2 separate regions of the Gossypium hirsutum genome follow, and region 1 is linked to region 2. The links are chromatin contacts, called in public Hi-C maps. All regions are on one chromosome and are shown on one strand. Each heading gives the region's core, a stretch centred on a gene start, on an enhancer-like site or on the middle of the called end of the contact. The rest is flanking DNA. Distances are from core to core; before and after follow the strand shown.

What was found. A called contact is a pair of places that touch in the nucleus more often than the background predicts.
Region 1: a Hi-C map of leaf shows a contact between it and region 2, with 6 times the contacts expected there. The contact joins the promoter of LOC107888680 here to the enhancer-like site in region 2. A contact is called at or near these places in 12 of 34 Hi-C or Micro-C datasets (callus, cotyledon, leaf and 2 more).

What each region holds. Positions count from the first base shown.
Region 1 is chrA09:8,898,720-8,903,548 of Gossypium_hirsutum_v2.1, forward strand. LOC107888680 (DNA (cytosine-5)-methyltransferase DRM1) reads left to right here and starts at 2,308. Exons shown (of 12, transcript XM_016812849.2): 1 at 2,308-2,477; 2 at 2,708-2,751; 3 at 2,952-3,089; 4 at 3,547-3,646; 5 at 3,727-3,773; 6 at 3,933-4,032; 7 at 4,111-4,157; 8 at 4,404-4,520; 9 at 4,789-4,829. The coding sequence starts at 2,749.
Region 2 is chrA09:8,751,675-8,756,411 of Gossypium_hirsutum_v2.1, forward strand. No RefSeq gene overlaps it. Among protein-coding and RNA genes, the nearest start is that of LOC107888683, 17 kb to the right of the region's middle. Within about 2 kb of position 1,552, at least 3 of the 9 cell types and tissues checked have an H3K27ac peak or open chromatin away from gene starts, as enhancers often do. A contact at or near this core is called in leaf, where this site is marked.

The sequences.
Region 1 (4,829 bases), core at 1,058-3,557, 150 kb after region 2:
ATGCATAGTGGAAACCAGCTCATATTTACCCCTACTTATTTAGAGTAAGAATCTCAACACAAAAGCCAAAGACAAAAGAGAAAAAGTAAGGCAAACAATGTCACATGTTTATTCTTTGAAAAGAAAATAAGGGTGTGTTTGATTCGAGAAACTTTCTATAAGGGTTAAAGAATATAAAAAATATATATATTAATAAAATTTTTTTAATTTTTAAATAAGAAAATAAATATATTTTAATATATTTAAATTAATGTCGATGTCAATTAAGTTAAGATCTAATCGAGAATTTAAATTATTATTTTAAAGTATTTTATAGTTAAGTTAAATAAATATATTTACTTAGTAATAATTTGAATAATATCCGTTTGAACTTTAAGAAACGCTAGAATTATAAGATCATCTTATATGGTCTCATTTGGATTTTTTTTTATTTCTTTTATGTATTTTTTATAAAATTACAATTTTTTAAATTGACCTTAAAGAAAATCTATTTTTGATTTTTTAAAAAAAACTCTTTTTGATACTTGTATAGTTTAATTTCAAATTTTAAAAGTCGTATGGGATATACAATAAATTTAGGGGCATAGCGAGAGTTTGGTCGGAGTTGACCCCTTAAAATAGAATTTTTTTTATTTAGACCTTTTATTTTTAAGAAATTTTAAATAAATAAAAGTAAAAGTGTACTTTAATCCTCCGTAAAAATAATAAAAATTCTATTTAATCCTTTTAAAAATATAAAGATATAATGTATTCAAATGATGAAATTATATTTTTATTATCGTAAAAATTAAAATGTAACTTCGACTTCCCTAAAAAAAATTTTATGTCTTCGTCCTTGACTAAGGGCTTGTTTAGTAGTACTTAAAAAAAACACTTTTAGCTTAAAAAATACTTTTGAAAAAAAAACTATGCTAAACAAGTTACTTTTAGTTGAAATTTTTTACTTTTCAAAAAACACGTTTAAAAAACACATTTGAAAATGAAAAGCTAAGATTTTTAGCTTTTCCTCTCCTAAAAACATTTTTGATGCTTAATTATTTTTTCACCCCTCCAATAACATATTATTTTTCCTTTCTTTTTTTGGTACTTAATTATAAATATGTTAAAATTATTAATTAAAATAATTTTTTTAAATAATACAAATGTGTTAATATCTAATTACAAATATTGAATAATTTTATTTAAATATTAAAAATATAATTTAAATATTCTAATTAAATTTTATAAATAATTAATATTTATTGCTTAAAAATATTTAAAATTTATATTTAATATATTAAAATATTAACCACAAGTTATAATAAATTATTTTTTATATTCTTATTAAAATATAATAATACTAACTAATTTGAACATTATTAAAATGCATATTTGATACTCGATACTATCATATCTAAAATAGATATTTTATTTCTGAAAAATACTTTTGAATAACAATACTAAGCAATCAAATCATTAACTAAACTTTTCAAAATTATTTCTTAAAAATATTTTTTAAAAATATAATTAAACTAGCATTAAATTATGACAGTTGTGGAAATTTTTTATGTAAAACTTAAAAAATATTAATATAAACAAATAAAGTAGTGTTTGGAAGTATTTTAAGTTAAAAAATTTGAGTTTTTAAAAATCAAATAATGTCCAATAATTTTATTTCCTTGGCATCCAATAATTTCAATTCAACAGCCAAACAGGCCCGAGATTCCATACTTTCACTTTCATCTATACGGTCTCGTCAACTCTCAACTAAAGTGGAGAAAAGATAATCTCACATGCGTGTGGATGAAAATTAATATATATATTAGATAATTTAATAGTATTTTTTTAAAATTAAGTAATTGTCTATCTTCATGAATTTTAATAATTAATTTGAATTTTAAATATCAATAAAATTTTTAAAAATAAACTCAATTTTTTAAAAAGTAATTTGAATTTAAATTGCTATAAAAAATTTAAAACAACTTAATTTAATTAGAAGGATAACCAGTTTATAACTGAACTTCAACGACCTCGCAGTAGCACGATTATTCCATGCTACCTACAGAGGAAAACGGAAAACTGCTGCTAAATTTAACTGCGTTAGATTTTATTTATTTATTAATCAACTTTACTTTACACTGCCCCTCAAGAATTCCGATTCCCCTTTTATTTATAATATAAAAAGAAATAATATAATATTTTTATAATAAAGAATTATAACAATTTTTTTAATTAAATATATTATTTTTTAACACGTAAATAAATTATGTCATTTTTAAATAAATTATGACTATAATAATTATAAAAATTTATAAATAATTACATAGGTGACCAAGATAGAAAAAATTGAAAAACCCTGTGAAGACTGAACCCACAACTCCTCGTTTCCTCTTCTTCTCCGTTACCGCCGTTGGGGCTTCCCCTATGTATATTTTATTTCTTTTCCTCCACCGGTAACTTCTTTGTCAGAACTCGTCGACGATCGCCGCTGCTGCCGTGTATCCTTCTTCTTTCTTTGTCCTTTCCTCCATTCTCTTTCCTTTTTCTCCTTCTGTTTTTTCCTTCTCTTCTCAGTTCTCCCGCCGCCGAGTCCGTCGGTTTCCGCCGGATCTGATCTCGTATTCAGTGTCGGAAATCCGTGTCGGATCGTGTCGACACTGGTACGGCACCCCTAATTGCCGAGTCCGGGTAACGGAGTTCTGATAAGTTTTCATTGTTTCTTTTACAGGTTAAGAAACTGCTCTTGGGCTGTACTATAGCTCAAGGAAAATGGTACTCTCAAGTTCTATTACTTTTTTATTCCTTAATGTTATGTGTCGTTGTAATATTCTTCCTGTATTTTGCTAAAAATTCTCATTTGTGCACTAGGCTTAGTCAGTTGGCTAAAAGAAATGAAAATTCTTTAGTTATTCAATCTTATATATATTGTATTTGATATTATGAATGTGTGTGTGGTTTTGTAATTTTTGTAGGATCAAAATGGTTCTGGTGGTGATGCTGATAATTTTGACTGGGATACCGAAGATGAGCTGGAAATTGATAATTATGCAATCGCCTCTCGCTCAGGAGTGTCACTTACCAATGGGGAAGCTGTTTTAGGCACAGCAGAGGTACTTGCTCATGCATAATTACATCACATGGCATTCTGGAAATTTTAACATGCAAATCGTTTTAATGATTATGAAAATTATCTACGATGAAGTTTTCTTTCATTTTTAATTTCCGAAGAAACATTATAGATATTAATTGATGAGTTCTTATGGGAATTTTCTCTGGAGGTCACTGTAGTTTCGCATCTCCTTTTCATGCACTGCTTTATTTAGTTGATGATATTACTAATGTCCTTGGCTTAAATTTCATTGATTAGCCTCCATAGCAATGAATATGTATGCATTCACTAAGATCAAGCCTTTTAACTTTTGTGTCTATCCCAGTTATTCAAATACTTATGTTTGCAAACAATTAATCTTCTCTCTTGTACTTACATATATCTTTTTCCTGGCATATAATAGCTAAGGGACAAATTAATGTCAAAACAAACTCACGGTTAACTTTTATTGTCTCAAGGTGAGCTCGTCTGCAGATTCTCCTAATTCCAAGTTAATTGACCATTTTGTTGGGATGGGGTTCTCCCAGGAACTTGTTACGAAAGCAATTGAGGAAAATGGTAAAGCTTCTAGGTCTTTACTACTTAGAGCACAAGTTTCCATCTTAACTCATTTATAATCCTGCTTTCCTATTGTCCAGGAGAGGAGAATTCAAATTTGATACTTGAAGCTCTTCTTCAGTACTCTGTGAGTCGTACATCCTATTTAAAGATGCTTATTAGTTACACACCCCTTGATGATAGAGAGTTGCTGCGGCTTTTGTGGTGGAACTGTTACTGTTAAATTACTGGAATGTTAGTGTGCAGATTTCATAATAAGTACTGAATTTCTCTTTTTGGCATGCAGGCAAGCTCGTTGGCTAGTTCTTCCAATTCCAAGTTGATTGATCATTTTGTTGGGATGGGATTCTCTGAAGAAATGGTTCTCAAAGCGGTTCAAGAAAATGGTAATGGTCCTTTCTCATTTTATTAGACATCACTTTTCACCTCTATTGCTTTATCTGTGGTCCTGTCTATATTTTCAGGAGAGGGGAATACAGATACCATATTGGAGACTCTATTGACATATTCGGTAAGCTGTGCACCTGAAACCTTTGTTTAGTTATTTCTGAAGCATTTATTATTTGTTTGGGAAAGAAACCTATTGACGTTACTCGGAATCTTGATATTGATGCAATGACAAGTCAACATATTCAGTGGTTCAGGTCATATTGACAATCCTCCCCAAATAGAATCTTCTTTCCGTTGTTGAACTATCTAGCAAATTAGTTGTTTGCTCTCTCTGTTATATCATGAATGATTAATTTAAAATTTGCAGGCTCTTGAAAAGTCTGCTCCTGTGCAACAACATGCTGATTCTGATGACTTCTCGTCAGATTATGAAGGGAATTTTTTGGATGATTTCACAGATATTGATAGTTCTTCTGATACCGAGGTATCTATCCTTTAATGTTACATTTGCACAATTTGCGGACATTTCTAAAAGTTACCTTTTGTGAATACAATGAGAAATTTTAATTTTAAAAGCTGTTGTGCTTTAGTTTTCTAGCCACATGGATAATAAAATGTGGCCTTTAGTCATTGATTCGCCTTTTTCTTTTTATAGATTTTATAATTTAGTTACTGAATAGTTATGTATTTTATCGCATTTTACTTGTAGATTATTTATGTATGTTGTTTCTTTTTGTATTTCTGTGCTCTAGGAAATAATTAATCCTGGTTCTGACGAGGAGAGTAAATTGTT
Region 2 (4,737 bases), core at 302-2,801:
AAAAAATGTTATTAGTGATTTTTTTTAGGTTTTTTATTTTTATATTTTTAAATTAATTTATTTTAAATTTAAAATGGTTAATATTCGATTCTTTTTTATAATTTTATGATTATATATATGCTCTACTTCAATCAATGAATGCAATTAAATTTTATTATATTTGAAAATATAAATTTAATTTAACGAATGTTAGTAATATATGTCTTTTTTTTTAAATCTATATTTTAAGCTTAATAATTTAATATTGAGTAATTTTAATATTATAACCTTAAAAGTTAATTAAAATAGTAAAATCTTGAAATAAAGAGAAAATTTATTTAAAAACAATTTTATATTTAGTAAAATTCTAAATGAAATAAATTTAAACAAAAGGCAAAAAGTAATTTAAAAAAAAATTAAAAGATAATGAACCCACCCAAATGTCAAAAAATTATAATGTGAACATGAATAATTATTTTCTTCTTGAATCGGAACCTTATAATATAATAGATATCCATTAGTTTTTTTTACCCGTGGAATACTGTATATTTATTTAAATATATATATATATATTTATTTGATGAACTTTGGTATAAAATTATCACCATTTTATAAATATAATGATTAAAAAAGTGTAAAAATCTCATATAAGAAGTTTATAATTCAAAAAAAGTAACAAATATTGTCAGGGTTCCATATCTACAATGTAATGCCCTCAAAATTTTCAATTTCAAATTTCGTGATATTCCAGTAAAATACTGTGAGGTTTACTAAGAAGCAAATTTAATATTTTATATAATAATAATTACAACTTGATCGGGGATCTGACCTGACATCCAACCTGATTACTCGACCTATATAATAAAATTCCAGGGATGGAAAAGGGGTTCCTTCTTTTACTTCCATCTTTCTTAAAAAATAGGGGATACCCTTTTTTCTCATTTTGGGGATTTCCATGTTTACTTGATGCATTGTATCAACAAATATCAAAAAATTTACTTTGAGTTAGGAATTAAATTTTTTGAATTTTTAGTAGTTTTTGAAATTTTATTTAGCAAAGGATTAATATGAAAGAATTATGAAAAATGAGAATTTATTTTGGAATTTTTAGTAGCTTTATGTGGTTATTGGCCCAGAGGCAAAAAAAATAGAATAAGGAGGATTTATGTAGTTATTGGCGGAATCAGTATTTAGCTAATAGCCCAAAACCCATTATAACCTAAAAGTCTCTGTTTTTAGTCAGCAATAGCGGCCCCTAAAAGAAATTGGTTTATTTCTTGATCCATCAACATCATTTTGGATAAAGGGTGTCTATTTTGTCGATCCAAATTTTAATTTGATTTTAAAATTGGTCTTAACCCATCTTATAATTTATGTTTATCCAAATTTCATGGTATATGTTCATTCACGAGTATGCGTTATATCTGATTAAATAAATATTTTTGTTTATTAATGAAATAGTAATAATAGCTCCCATAAATAATTTAAGAAAGTTATTGAGTATAATTGTTATGCTATGGGATATAAAGCTCTTTTAAACATTGTGTATGCAGGTTGCTACTCGCACTTAGAAGTATCGTATTACGCTTTGTGCATTTGATGTGATAGTTGGTTATGACATATCATGTACATACTAGAGTATTGTAGTGTAACACTTTACACTTTGCACTTTGTTGTGATGGTTGGATATCTATGTAATCAAATGATTTTTTCATATCAATTATTTGGAGCCAAAGAACTAATGTTAGTTACTCATGAGTTTATAAGTGTGATATAGGTGATATATTGTGTGTGATGATATAGGTGACTGATAGAATGAATATAGTATAATTTAAATTAAGAGAAATAATGTGTCTTGTTTTTGTGATTTGATACTAAATATTAATGTAGTACTTATAGCATGCTTATAATTTAATTATTTGCATATTGTATTGATGGAAATTGTTAGAACACCACTTAGCTGTGAAAATCTCAGTGTCTTGATTTTTAATTTCGTGTATAGGTTATGGATATTTTGTGAGTTAATGATCGAGCAACATTGTCAAAAAATATACAATTTTTATTTTGCGGAGATGGTTTTTAGTTAGTTTATTCTTGGCATGTATTTAGGTCCATCAAATTAGTAGGTTGTTTTTATATCTGTTAAATATTTAGTTTGAGGAAAATGATTGTTGTATGTTTGGATTAAATAATTAATTTATTTGAGCTTTTAATTCTGAATTTGAAGACAACAGTTATCAAAGTGAATTTGAATTTGAAGATAATAGTTATCAATCGAGCATAAAAATGACACCTTATGAGGCTTTATATGGTCAAAAATGTCAAACTCCTCTATGTTAGTCAGAGTTGAGTGAAAGAAAGTTAGCGAGAACAAATTTGATATGTGAGACAGAAGAAAAAAGTTCAGTTTATTCGAGACTGCTTGCTTCTGACCAACAAAAGTCCTATGCTGACTTGAAAATAAAAGACATTGAATTCAAGATTGGCAATAAATTCATTCTCAAAGTCTCACCATGGAAAAAGGTATTGTGTTTTGGCAGGAAAGGAAAGCTCAATCCGAGGTTTATTGGGCTATATAAAATTCGTAAAAGAATTGGACCTGTAGCTTACTAGCTAGCTATGCCTCCAAAACTAGATAAGATTCATGTATCGATGCTACAAAGATATAAATTTATCCCTTTCATGTTTTAAATTCAGATGAAATCGAGTTACAGCCTGATTTGACATATGATAAAGAACAAATTAAGATTTTGGCTTGAGAAGTAAAAGAGTTGAGAAACAAATTTGTAACATTAGTGAAAGTAATGTGGCATCGTCATGGTAAAGAAGAGGTTAATTGGGAGTCGGAAGAAACTATGAAATCTCAATACCCTTATATTTTCTCAAGTAAATTTCGAGAATGAAGTTTTTTAATGGGGAGAGAGTTGTACCAGCCTAATTTTTTGTGGTGTCAAAAAAGGCGATTTCGTAACCCCATTTCTATAAACTAGTTTTGTAAATATTTAAAATAATATTAAAATTTGACCCCTCAAATTTGTCTATTAATTGCTTAATTTAGGTGCAGGGACTAAATTGTAAAAGTCCAATCGTTATAGGTTTTTAATTGGCCAAAGGCTTAGGGACTTAAGTTGCAATTAGACAGGTTTAAAATGATAATTAAACCATTTTTCAATTATAGTTAGTGGTTGATGGTGACTTAAGCTAATTAAACGTGATTAGCTTAATTAAATTTAGGTAATTAAGATTAATCATGGTATAAATAAGTGAAATTGGAGGAAGATGTCATCTTTTTATTTCTTCTTCTCCACTGTACATGCTTAAAAACCTAAGAAAGTCATTTTTGAAGCTTTAAACTTTCGGTCCTCAATTGGTATGTTCAATTAAGCCATTTTCTTGTAATTTTTATGTTTCCAAGGTCACGGGAGCTTGATTTAGCTAGCCCATGTACTAATTTGTAAAACTGTTAATGTTTTTTAAAGTTGTCATTGTTGATTTCTTGAAGAAATTGGTGTTAAATTGATAGATTTTAAGCTTAGATGTGAAAAACGCCCAGGTTGTAATGTTTAATTGTTAGTTTTAAAAATGGTTAAAGTGAATAAAATGTGAAATTGAGTTGAAATTTCTGTATAAGTAGATAATAGAAAGTGCCGAAGGGATGTAATTGAAATCAATTTTAAAACCAAGGTTAAAAAATTAGAAGATATAGTTATTTCGGTTTTAGGGACTAAATTGAATAAAATGTAAAAATTTAAGGGTATAAAAATGAAATTATATAGGTTCATAAATATCATGGTATAATGTATAAATGTTTAGTATTGATGAATTGTTTAAAATAATTGTTTAGATCAAGAAATGGATCAAACTGGAGATAATTGGGGAAAAGCCACAATTATCGATTAGTCCCTGATGATTCAACTTGTTTGATGTTTTTGACTAGGTAAGTTCATATGGTAATTGTTTATATAGGTTGTTGTGTAATTTATTTGTAATTATTTATGTATTTGGTTGTGAATTGGCTCAAAGAGATAGAATTGAAATAAATTCAAAAGAAATGTTTACATGTGTTAAAGATGACCATGTGAACTTTGTAAAGGTTAGGATATGGTTGACATGCCAATAGGGTATTTTGCATACTTGTACGAGGTTGATGATAGACATTATCGAGGTCCTGCATTTGTTGCAGATACTCAAATACATGTGACACAGGTTTAGCTCGGATGAGTAACCTGATGTCGTTTTAAAGGTTTAGCCTGGACTAGTAACTTGACATGTATATATACTCAGCTTGGACAAGAAATCGGAGGTGTCGATATAAAGGTTTATCCCAGACGGGTAACTTGACATGAATATATTTAGCTCAGATGGTCAATTGGTGTGCTATAGTTACTTGTGTATCCGAGTCCGTTTACTAGGGTTCATCAGGTGAAATAATTACATGAATTGAGAAATTGAAATAAATTATAATAATATTGATGATAACTTGGTAAAATGTTAAATTTGAGTTTGATCAAGGTATTGAAATATTAACATTGGCATGATATATGATTGTTATATCATAAGTTTCATTTAGAAGTTAATACTTACTTGTTGTTGTGTGATTTGCCATGTCTAGCCAAACTATGCCAAGTTAATTAGCTTATTGTATTTAATTGTAAGAGAAGGTAAGTTTTGTTTAATGCCTATGAACTTACTAAGAATTTTATATGCTTACCTATTTATTTTCCCTTTTCCTTGTAGATCGTTACCTTGTAGAACATG